2 separate regions of the Gossypium hirsutum genome follow, and region 2 is linked to region 1. Evidence: chromatin contacts called from public Hi-C data. All regions are on one chromosome and are shown on one strand. The core of a region is the stretch at or near the end of the contact, and the rest is flanking DNA. Distances in the headings are between cores, read along the strand shown.

Region 1 (6,570 bases), core at 2,021-4,520:
GAAAGAAACAACAAGCCTTGGATCCATGTCTACTGGAGGATCAAAAACAGGAGGGTGTAACGCCCCAGTACTGGTCGACCCTTTAGCCCCAATGATGCGAGCTGGTGGTTTGGATTTGGCAGTAACATGAACCACAATAAAACGTTTGGGCTCCCAACCAGCAGCACTAATAGTAAGCTTCCACCTTTCTGCTATTATCCTGATAGCATCTCTCTTATCCTTCAGCATTGGACAGAACACATGAACCTTCAGACCCGTTGTTGTTCCTCTGTTCTTGCCAAGTACCAAAAGCTTGCATCTCTCTTCTACAGCTAGAACCCACTTCGGATCACGCCTGTACAGGTCAAAAAGCACCTCTGACGCAACCAAATTCTCACCAAAATGAAGTGCGTCCAAATTTGGGGGAGTGATGTCAAAGGCATCTGCAAGAATCCGTTTGCGCTCCAACTTAGCACATTCATCATCACACATAAGCTTCCTTTGTCCAAGAGGAATCTTTTTGCCAGTTGATTCCACTAGTTGAAGAGGCACGGGCAATTTTTGGATAATAGAAGCTTCAAAAACTGTATCAGCATTGAAGCCACCAGTACAGCCCCCAGCATCGCAAGGGACAGTTGCGCTTAGCCGGCCACAAGAACACGTGATTGTAACTCGAAAATCACACCTAACATCAGGACATGGTGCAGAGGGATGACAAGGTGCAGAACATGTATGCCTGCAGTCTCTCCGAGGGGCACCACATGTCTGCCCACAAGAGGTCCTGACACCAGGCTCAGCTCCAGATGATGCATCACATGGCGCTGGGTGACACGTCCTCCCACATGCATGTAATCCACATTGCCTGGTCTTCCCGCAGAGCTTGTTACATCTGATATCTTTTGACCCACAAGGAATGTTCCTAAGAACAACATGTCCTCCAATGCATTCCTTCGCCACAGGCACAGAACAAGGTGGACAGTCTCCAAAATGGCAGCTGTGAGAAGACGAATGGCCACAAGGCTGAGGAACTGAGCATGGAAGTTGACATGAAGGTGGTGGTGTACCACAAGGCAATGGTGGAGGGATTGAAGTTCTTCCACAAGCACATGTCAAATCAGTAAAGATCGTTTCCAAGCATGGGGGGCAGTGACCACTGTGACAAAGAGATTCACAAGAATGCTGTCCACACCTCAGCTTCTTCCCACATGCCATTTGGCAGAAGTGTGGATCCCAACCACCGGAGCGAAGACTATTAGAGTTTGAGAGAGGGCAGCATCGCTCGCTACATCGATGTCTACCACAACTCTTCTTACGCCCACAAGGCTTGTCACATGTAAATCTCTCATTTTCAAGTGTTGTTTTGTAGCATTCCACCCTCCGCGAAGTTGATCCACAGAGGCATTTTTGGGTGACAAGAACTAGACAAGGTGGACAATTCCCAGCATGACAGACTTGGTCACATCGGTGCACTTGACAAGGAAGGAACTTGGCACATGTCTCTGAACAAGTTGGAATTGGGTCCAAACAACTTTGCCTTTGCTCCTGCAAGCTTGTTTTCCCACAGTAACAAGACCTGATCTTGCTTGGCATCAGCTCACAATCCCCACAAGGACCAGGATGGCAATTTTCATCACAGTAATGGTTACCACATCTAAGCTTCTTTCCACACGTTGAACTACAAGAAAAAATGCCATCTTCTGCTTTCACCTTTCCCTTCACAACCATGTCACCGCAGACGACAACTTCAACCTTTTTCTTGCAGAAACAGGGGGCATTAATTAGAACTTTGCAAGGATCACAAGCTCCGACATGGCAAATACGTTCACACTGATGGCGCCCACACTCAAGAAGTTTACCACACCGCTGACCACAAGTAAGAACCGACTTCCTATCAGAACATCTGGTTGTAATAACTTTCTTACCACAAGGACACAAACGTGGTGGAGCAAACGCCTTACAAGGAGGACATGGACCAGGGTGACATTGCAAGACACAAACATGAGGGCAAAGTTCATCCTTCATCACCCTAGAACCTAATCCCAGCTCCTTCTCAAGGGGCTTTCCACAGGGCTCCCCGCATGAATGCGGAGTCAAGTACAAATCAGAAGGAGGGTCGGTCCTCTTTCCACAAAAGCAAACATACCGTATCTCCTTAGAGGATGTGAACTGCACAGACTGACAGCCCGGACAACGCCAATTAAAACCCTGATTCTTCTCGGCCACCAAATCAACAGAAGTGGGTGCCCTCGCCCATTTCTTAATACAATTGAGGTGAAAGATAGAATAACAACTTGAGCACGACCATATAGCACCAGACCTCGGTACCATATCATAACAAATCATACATTCAACCGTACTCTTTATAAGCTTGTCCTGAATTTCCTGCACAAGCTGTGGCAAATTAGGATCAACCTCCTTCCTTACCGCCACCTGAGTCTCACTCCTTCCCTTTTCCCTATCTCTCCTATGGTTGGTGGGCCGACCAGTTTGTCTGTACCTATTATCATTTCGTGTTGAGGTTTGATTGACATTAGGGGTTGAATTAGAGGCGGCCGTTGAGCTGCTTTCAACGGTGGTGGTTGTGGATGAAGATCCTCTAGGAACCCATTCTTGACGAGTGCTTTGTGAAGGGTTTCTTGATCTATTTCGGCCTTGAAAGCTCATAATTTTGTAGTTGAAGTCAACGAACTTTGTAAATCCGATGGAATTTTTTTGTGTGTGTGTGGACGAAACAAAAGATTCAAATACTAACTTTATAGCTTTGATCCTCCTCCTAAAACTGTAATACCACAAAAATAAAAAGAACATCAATAACCCCAGCAATCCCTTGGTTCGAAAGGGTAAACAGATAGGCAAAACAAACAAAAGAATCAAACGAATAGTTGAGAAAATTGATATTCAATCAAAAAGAGAAAAACATCTCGGTTACAGGAAATCCCAAAAACCAAATCTGGAATCATGCAAAGAGATGAGAAAGGGAACGCACCTGATGAAGAAAATGAAAACCAAAACTTAATGCTTATGATTCCTGTTTGTGTGGGGGCATAACAAGTGAGGGGGGTCTCCCTTTTCTCGAAAATGAGAAAACCGACAGGTAGAAAGGGTGGAGATGGAGAGGGAGAGGGAGAGGGAGAGGGAGAGGGGGAGTATATATAGGGAAGGATTGGCTTGGGGCTAAAGGAAAACGAGACTAATTCGTCACCATAAAACAACCGAGTTAAAATATGGGCATGTTATGATGTTTCAACTTTCAAGCATATGCATACGGCTGGCAATGGCGTGCATCCTTGCTGCCCACTCAAGGGGCTTGACTCAGCCGCCTTATCTCACCTGCATCTCCATGGGCCTTGGCCCGAATTCTACATAGCAGTTTAATGTAGAAATTGCCCAATTTGCACTCTTAGAAACGGTGCCCTCAGGCCTGAGCTACCCACTTGGATATGGCTCTTTCTATTATTTTCATTTATTATGTATGTTACCAATTTTATATTTTAATAATTAATTAAATAAATTATTTATAATTGATTAATACAAATATTAGACTGACTTTATGAAATTGAATTTCACCTCTCCCCAATCAATATTTCATTTCTATTCCTTTTCAATTTAAAATATGTTTTAGAACAGTATTTCCGGCTGCTAATCTAAATTACGCACAAGTTTAAGATAAATTTAAAATATTATCTTTGTTGTTGATTATTTTATTATATTAACATTTAATAATAAAAAATATTATTATAATATTATAATTAAACAATAATTCTTATAACATAATTGTTTTAAAATTAAATATGTTGTAAGCATCCAAAACTTAAATTCGATCTCAAGAAATTCTATTCTTCCTCTCGAAATATAAATAAATAATAACTCTTAAATAAATAATCACATTATGAAGCAATTAATAGAACTATAATTAAACCGCAATAACATTAAATAAAACAATATATAAGTTTTAATAAAATTTGTTTCAATTTTATAAAACAACTAAGATATAGATAAACCAACCCTAAAACAACCTTAGTATTGTTCACATCAACCACCATGCATGAAGGAGGGGAAGAGCATCGGGTTCTGGCGAAGGCAATCTACCTGGCCAACCGCATGCATGCAATCCAAAGTAACTCATTGGAAAATTTTGATAGCTTTTAAAATTTTATAAATCAAGCCTTTTTATTATTTATAGTAATAAATTTTACCAAATTTATTACTTTTATTATCTATGTTTTTTACTAAGTAGTCTAGTCGTTTCCAGCTTTCTGCCAACATATTTTTCTTCACTTTTTTCGAACCATCAGTTTTTATAGAAAATGTGCTCTAAAAATACGAACCAATTACACAATTAAATTTTAAAAATTAAATCTCTCTTTAAGCTAGAAGCTTAACTCGAGTCCTCATGAAAAATATAATTTATTTTGGAAATAAATCTCACTATAATTTAGTAGAGTAATTACGTTAAAGATGATATATTTTTGTCATAACTTATAATCTCATTTTATAAAAAAAGTGTAACGTCCCAAAAATCTAATCTTTGATATCAATGATAAAATACGTTATAATAAATTATTTACTTTAATTATTTACGGCCTTGAATGCATGTTTTTGGTTATGAGTTCAAAACCCTTTGTCAGCAAGTTGAAAGTGGGATATGATTTGATTTTTTTAAATAAATAGGTTTTAATTAACTAATTAATTTTCCTTTTCCCAAAATACCCCACGTTTCCCCCCTCTGTTTCATGTTCATTTTGTTTTTTTTTTAATTAATTTTTTACTCCCACATTCCCCAATAGTTTCACGTCTGTTTCTTCTTATTATTTTTTTTGTTTCTTTCGTTTGTTTGTTTGTTCTATCGTTTTGTGCGTCGCTTCTTTCCATTTTTTTTTCTTTCACTTCAATCGGTTCTTGATTCCTGTGTGGTGGTGCTTTCAATTTTGTTCTTGTGTTGGTGAGGATCAATCTCTGCTCTCTTTGCGATTGTAAATTTCTGGGTTCTGGTAAGTAAATGTTCTCTCTAGATTTTTATAAGGGTTCATGGTTAATGCTTTAATTACTCTTTTGGAGCATGGGTTAATTTTATGAAACATTCGTTGTTAGGTATTAATAAAAAAGGCCGAATTTCCCCTTCTGCGAATTAATTGTGTGAGGAATTGTTGTGGACGTTTGGTAAGTTGTTGAATGCTTAAGAGTTCAATTTTGGATTTAGTAATGCATATATTCGCGTTTGATCGAGTGAGTTATTTGGGAAAAAAAAATTGAGGAATCATGGCTAATTTAGTCGATTGAACATTGTTTTTAGGTTCGGCAAGTCTTGTGATTGCTTCCGTATCAAATCGAATCAGGTGTGTAACAAAAATCCGAGAAAATAGCGAATAGCGAAAGCCGAAAAAGGGGATTGTTGACACCACACAGCCGTGTGAGACACACAATCTGAGCCAATTGGGCTGTGTGGGCCACACGGGAGTGTGTGAGTGTAACACCCCTAACCCGTATCTGTCGCTGAGGTCAAAGGTGTTACCAGACAAATAGGAACATTTTACGAATAATTCATATACCTCATCCACAATCATATTCAAGCATTACCATAGAGTCCCTTATATAGGTCATCGAGACCTTAAACATGCATTAGAAAGGGGTAGGGACTAAACCGAGCTCATACAAAATTTTTCAAAAACTTAAACATTTTTCAAAGTTGTACAGGTCACATGCTCGTGTGAATAGGCCGTGTGCCTCACACGGCTTTAGACACGCCTGTGTGTCTAGGTCGTGTAAAAATAGGGCATACATACTGACTTGTCCAGACGGCCACATGACACGTCCGTGTGCCAGGCTGTGTGAAAATTAGGGAGGCTACTGACTTGAGTCACACGGCCAGTCACACGTCCATGTGTCTAGCTCGTGGTTGAAACTGACTTGGCCACACGGCCTAGCATACGCCCGTGTGTGCGACTGTGTGGTTTGCCCAGGCTCATTTCGAAATAGCCCTCGAGTAACACAGCTGAGGCACACGCTCGTGTCTATGCCCGTGTAGGCAAAAATAGGCCATTTACACGGCCAAAATGCCACCCATTAAGGGTCCTCCTTACTAGCAACAAATAAGCATCAGCTGCATACCAAATGTTTAACCATTTCACAACCAATACATACACCAATTATGCCATATCGTTATCAACCAATTTCATGCTCAATAACCATACCAAATTATGCCAAATCATCAAATAAACACACACCAAAACATACCAAATTGACCAATTCACTTGTCCATTCAAGAACACATCGCATATGCATAATTTGTATCACATATCATATACCAAAATCAAACCATAAGTTCAACCATAATTAAGCCATATCACATGGCTCAATATACACTTTACAAACATATTCAACTACCTCTGGCCTATACATGCCATACTCCAATATTTATATTTTCAAAATCTACCAAAATAGAGTTTGATAGTGTGGTGATGATCCTCGATGATCCTCGAGCTCCCGATAGCTACGATATTTAAAAAAACAATGCAAACACACACAAAGTAAGCTTTCAAAAGCTTAGTAAGCCATATACAAATAAACTTATCACAAATCACAACTATAAAC
Region 2 (6,570 bases), core at 2,283-4,782, 280 kb after region 1:
TTTTGTTTCTATTTGGTTATCTATCTAAACTCTCTTTTAACCATTTAAAATTCATTTAAAATTCATTTAAAATTCACTTAAATTAAATTTCCTTCTTTAAAATACAATATATTTTACCATTAAATTTCTTAATTATTCTTACATGATACAAATAACGAGAAAAAATACAATCACAAAATTTGATGCTTGAAATTTAAGATGCCGACAAAGGGCTGGACATTCAGTTGGTAATTACTTCCATAATTTAAATGAATTTGAATGGAAAGAAATTCGGTATGGAATGGAGTAAGATAAAAGCATTGACACGTTGACAAACATCCAAACTCATTGTAAGAAAGTAAGCATTTAATGCTCTGTGGATGTGACGGCTTATTGGTGAAGACAAGACAAAGCCTTCCCTAAATAATTCCCTCAAAGTAAGGAAAGAATAGCAAAATGTAATCAACAACTTCCCACCCCATAACACAAGAATATGAAATATGCAGTTCCATTCATGATGAAGGTTTGAAAGCTTAAGAAACAGTACTCAAGTCCTCCACGGAGAGATATTGTTTCTTTTATTCGTTAAATTGATGAACAACTATAAAGTTTGGATAAAGATGCTTGCGTGCTGTGGGTGGCTGTCTCTGTATGTTTGCCAAAGGCTGCAGAGCTAAGACGAACGGTGGAAGATTCAAGCTGTCCTTGGCCCTTGCACATTATCTTTTGGAACAAAGCAACGAGTCAATGTGATTGACTTGATAGGATAGAAGAATGAAATGAGGAACAAAGATACCAAGGCAAGCCCATTTATTTTAGGAATGATCTAAATTTTGGACATTTGATTTCTTTTTTTTGAATTTAATTTCCGTTATTCATTTTTTAATTTCTTTAAAATGTTACTATGTGGTGTTTTAACAAGCAATGAATTTTTAGGCATCAAATGGTATGAACTTGTACATGCTACACAAATGTTTTTACATATCATATTACACTTCCTGCAAAATTACGTGAATTTTAAGTTATTGGCACGAGGCTTAGAGTTCAATCTAATAGTGAAGTCAAAAATTTTTTAGACGATGAAATTAAGTTGTATATTTTGATTAGAGTTAAAATATAATTTCATTTTGTATTGATATATATTTTATAATTTTTAAAAAGACTAAATTAAAATTCTAGTATTTTTTATATTAAACTATCTTTATCATATAATAACTTACAAATCTATAAATTTTTGGGGTTTAAAGTAGGAATTTTTCATTTTAGGGGTTTGATCCACTTTTGTAAATTCTTCTCTCTTCTCCCCGTTGTAATGTAATTGTTTAGTTTAGTTGTATAAAAAAATCAATTTAAATATTTATATTGTAAAATGAATTTTAAATTTCTAAAATAAAAAAATCTAAAACTATTAAAAATCTAAAAATAAAAAGAAATTCAAAGTTTTTAGAGAATATAAATATTATGAAATTAGAAATAATTATTTAAAATATTAAAAAATTAAAGATAATTTAAAAAATAAAATTTAAAAATTTAAAACTATAATTTAAAAAATAAAATTTAAAAATTTAAAACTATATAAATTTCAAAAATCTAAAAATTTTGGAAAACAAAATTCTTTGTTGGTAAATATGTTTTAAATTTTTTAAATGTTGGTAATTTTAAAATTTTAAAATATAAAATATTTTAAATATATTTTAATTTTTTTCTAATATGACAACATTAATAGATGACATGAGATTTGTGTCATATGTAAGAGTCATTAGTTGTAAAAATGTAAAATATTTGGTATATTAAGAATGAAATTTTTAGATTTCATAAATATTGTTAGAGTTAATAAATATTCTCTAAAAGTATAATAAAATACTAAAAATATAAACACATTAATTTTTTTTTAAATTTATGAAATAAAAAATATACTATTATTATATCAAATATTCACTTTTATATAGGGGCGAAATTAGGGGACTGGAAGGGACTCGACCCCTCTAAAATAATTTGTTTTCATTTAAAAATTTTAAATTGATAAAAGTAAAATTATATTTTTACTCTCCTAAAAATATAAAAATTTAATTTAATCTTTCGAAAATTATAAAAATATAAACTATTAAAATAATAAAATTACATTTTTACTATTATAAAATAATAATTTAATCTTGATCCTTAACAAAAATTTTGATTTAGCCTCTACTCTTACACTAAATACGTGACTAGATGAATTTAGATAAAAAAAATCAAATATCAATTTTGAAAGAAAAGTCAAATTGAGATTTAAGAAATTACTTAAAACCCTTATTTTGATTAGAGCATTCAATCAAATCAATCAAATCATTTCTGGTGACATTCGCATGACTAAGAGAGAGAGAGAGAGAGCATAGAATTATTGTTCTCAATATTATATATTCCAATCCAAAAGGGGAAAGCACAAGCTACAATACCTCAAAAACGGCATGCATGCTTTGGAACCTCTCCTTCTTAACATAAAAATTAAAATTTAGTATTTTACAACTGCTTAAACTATTTAATTTAAAAAGCTAATTATAAATTATTAAAAACATAATTATTTATAATAAATCTTATTGCTTTTAAAATTTTAATTTATAATTTTTTAACTAAATTAATGTTGTATTTACTGAAAACAATTCAATTAAAAATATTATAAATAGCACAAATAATTAATTAAATTAAAAAATACAAATATTGACTTACAATGTTTCTAATAAATGATAAAATATGGCAATAAATTACTGATTTAAGTGACAAATAATTTGAATTGAAGCCAAGTTAATTGAGAATTTTAATGTTAAATAACTTTTTTATTTTATAATTACTTACATATTTAGCTTGAGAATAGAAAAATCCAATTTTTTGTCCACTTGACTAAATTTTATATTGTAATTATTCGGAGGTATTATTATTCTTGTAACAGTGAAATTTAGAAAAGAAAAACGGAAAATCACTAATAATATCTGAGTCAATGGGCTAAAAGGTTGAAAAGATAAAAAAACATGAATTGGATACTCCACTGATATGACGTTGACACGATATTATATGTGGTCACATCAATTTTCTTTCAACTTATCTAAAGATAATTAAGCTTAGTCTACTTAATAAATAGCATAGTTCTCATTTAATTTTTTGTTTTTTATTTTTTAATTTTTAAAAAAATTAGTAAAAATTAATAAAGATTAATTTTCCGAATAATTAAATATAAAACTAAAATAATTTTTTAAAATTAAAGGACCCATAAATTAAAATATAATGGAATTGTTGAAATCTACTTCAACATGTAAAAATACAGAGAAAATACTAATTATATATGTATTACATTAATTTATAAGGAAGGACTTAAAGTTTTAAAATTCATTAAACTGAATTGATTGATTAAAACAATCGATGAATACCAATTTCAAAATCGAAGTGTAAAGGTAATAAAGAATCTGTGATCAGGATAAGGAAAAAGAAAAGGAAATGCCAGTTGTGAAGATATTATTGAGAAAAGGAGAACCCAAGTGTGGAAGGGAGTGTATGGGGTCTGGACACGTAAGGAGTATAGGGTTAACGTGGAATGTGAAGCATAAAATAATTAGCAGCACCCACCGCCCCATTGGGCTCTTCTCTGACACACGATTGAAAAGAAATACACACACAAAAGATAAGAAATGTGTGTTGAGGGATGCCCTTCCTCTTTGCCTTTTGCCTTTGCCTTCTTATGTCTCTTTACTGCTTTGCTTTTATCTTACATGCTTCTTGGCAAGTTGCAAATTGGGCTGCTAATAATATCCTTTGACGTCATCCCAGTTTCATTGCTTCTCAAAGCAAAAGGATTCAATAATGTCCTTGTTTGATGCCCATTTTTATTAGGGTTATCGATGCCAAACTTATACAAGAAAATGAATTTAACAAAACTGAAATAAAGGATTGAATGTGTCTTACCATCTCTCGGATTAACAGTGAGAATAAGTTGATAAGTCAACAAGTAATTAAATTAGGATGAATCTTTAAACATCTGGAGAAAAGTAAAACTTTAAAATAGAATTTTATTGATGAATAAAAATACAACTACAAAGGTTGTCAAACTATTTATTTATAAGTCAAAGATGCTAGGAAATCTTAAAAGAAATAAAACTCGAAGAATGTGTTTCAACATATATTTTAAATAAAGACCAGGAACTAAAGGAGATACAAACTGAAGACATAAACCATGATCTCTATCTAGTCAAGAAGTTCTTCGGCGAAAGGTCGATTTGTTTCAATGCTACGGAAAGAACTCTACTTGATCTGTGGAGGTCTAATCCAGGAGCTAACATCAAAATTATGGATACGAATCTGTATCTGATTCATGTGGCCCATCATCCATTAACAATTTCATTCTTCTCATTCAATTTGTTAAAGGAGAAAACCAGAAGATATATATTTCCATTTTGCAGATTTTGGGGCATAGGTACATGGATTTCCACTAAGTTTTTCTTCGGAAATTCTTGCTAATAATTTAAGAAATGTTATGGGAAATTTTTTATAATTGCGATGATTTTAGTAAATGAAATATTTGGATTAATTATATGCGTGTATATATCATTACTAAATATAATTTTGTCAAGCCTTAGTTAAATGACATTTGTCATCCATGTGTTGTCCTCATAGGATATTTGTAATCCCTTTAGGTCAAATGTGCTCAATTACTTAAATTCCTTTTGATCTCGTGGTCTCTATTGTATCTTCTCTAATGATAATGATGAAATTATTTGTTTTGGACAAATGACTCATGACCATGTTCCATATTTATAATCTAGACAATACCATGGAGAGGATGCTATCTACTATTTCCTCGAGCTATGATTTTGTTGGAGACTAAAGTCGATAATTTCTCATAAAAACAGAGTGTGTAAGTGGTGGTCAAAGTGACCGTGGAAGTGGGTACTTCAGATGGCACTGTGATAAACACAGTAGAAAAATACGGTATGCAAAATTGTTCACGTAATTTTGTTTCCCTATATTTGCGGAGCTTAGCTCAATAAGAAAATTCACTATCTTTAATCCCAATACAACAAGTGAATTAAGTCATTATGACACTCTGGCACAACAACCTCACTTCTGTATCTAAAGGTATAGATCACTCACTTCTAAGTTCTTAACTCGCTCTGGGAACTTAATGTTGAGATTTAGTGCTCTTAATATAGTATTTTCATCTATGCATACTTGTATTTTTCGAAGAAATTGGTTTAAAAAAAGATGAAATTGGTTTAAAAAAAGATACATTAATGTTTAAAAGATTCATTAATTACATTAATATCTTTTGTATATTTTTCTTACTGGGTTTTCCTTACGTGGTCGGATCATAATACAAAAATACAACTTACATTAGTAGATAATATAAACATGTCATTAGTTTAATCGGAAACCAGCAAATCGATTGAAAGATTAATATGATGTTTATCAAGTCCCATTGGGGAGATAACTTATCTTAGGTATTGGAACAAATGACTTCCAGAAGATAAAGATATAAATATGACTGACTAAATTGATAGTACGTTGGATAGATGCCAAGTAGAATAGATCTTAGATCCGTTTATGGATTTATTCACTTGTAACATTCATAGTGTGATATAATATCTTGAGTGGATGATTGACTATGTATGTGTGACTCATATACTTTGATGTAAATAAAAACTTAAGTTTAAATAAATAAGAAACTGAAAGTTGGTACTTTGAGTATATGACTTCTATAATATGTAGCACCATTCCACAATAGTAGAATTCATACCTCAAAGAAAGGTAAATAAAATCCTCTCATCGACATTATATGATAGATGAAAAGTAAAATATGATCACGGATCATTTGTATTTGTGATAAATGATTTAATTACTATTTGATAGTATTTCACTTTTAATTAAGGAAGATGTAATGGTTACTATGAGATAAAATAGGATCATATGGGAGAACGAATTTATCCCAAATAGATTAAAGATATCCTATGAGGGTAACACACTTATGACAAGGTTATTGGATGAACACTTATTAAGTAGCTTTCCTAATGGTAAAGATATCCTATGAGGGTAACATACTTATGACAAGGTTATTGGATGAACACTTATTAAGTAGCTTTCCTAATGGTATGTAATAAGGGAGAGTTCAGTCACGATACTTTAGTGGAATGACTTTGTGACTAAATATTGTTATTATTAATAGGCGAAAAGCCAAAATTTAATTATAAATTATTTGATGTCTAATTATATATGTCCAATTGGTCCCTGCACTAGCTCAAGATAACTAGAAACAAATTGCATGTAGAACCAATAGATTGAAATGGATAGAAACAAAGAAGTAAAAGAAATAGATCGTGTGTATCACTATTGACAGTGAATGCGTTTCCTCGCTAAGTAAAGAAATGATTTGAGAATTAATTTAAATTTCTTCAAGTTATTATTTAATTATTTTATTATTAAATAATTGAATTTTGAAGATGGCATTAAATTAATAGTCATTACGAAATCGTTGAATAAGGAAATTAAATATATTTCCTCATAGATTCTATTACAATAAAGTTATCACTTTAATGAAATTAAAACTGGGTTGAAAAAATTATTTAATTG

What was found. Hi-C and Micro-C count contacts between places; a contact is called where the count stands out from the background.
Region 2: a Hi-C map of leaf shows a contact between it and region 1, with 2.1 times the contacts expected there. The contact joins the enhancer-like site here to the promoter of LOC107888779 in region 1. A contact is called at or near these places in 2 of 34 Hi-C or Micro-C datasets (both in leaf).

The regions. Positions count from the first base shown.
Region 1 is chrA09:46,223,654-46,230,223 of Gossypium_hirsutum_v2.1, forward strand. It overlaps LOC107888779 (NF-X1-type zinc finger protein NFXL1), which reads right to left and starts at 3,271. Exons shown (of 2, transcript XM_016812982.2): 1 at 2,966-3,271; 2 at 1-2,758. The coding sequence starts at 2,643.
Region 2 is chrA09:46,502,054-46,508,623 of Gossypium_hirsutum_v2.1, forward strand. No RefSeq gene overlaps it. Among protein-coding and RNA genes, the nearest start is that of LOC121207388, 21 kb to the left of the region's middle. Within about 2 kb of position 3,533, at least 6 of the 9 cell types and tissues checked have an H3K27ac peak or open chromatin away from gene starts, as enhancers often do. A contact at or near this core is called in leaf, where this site is marked.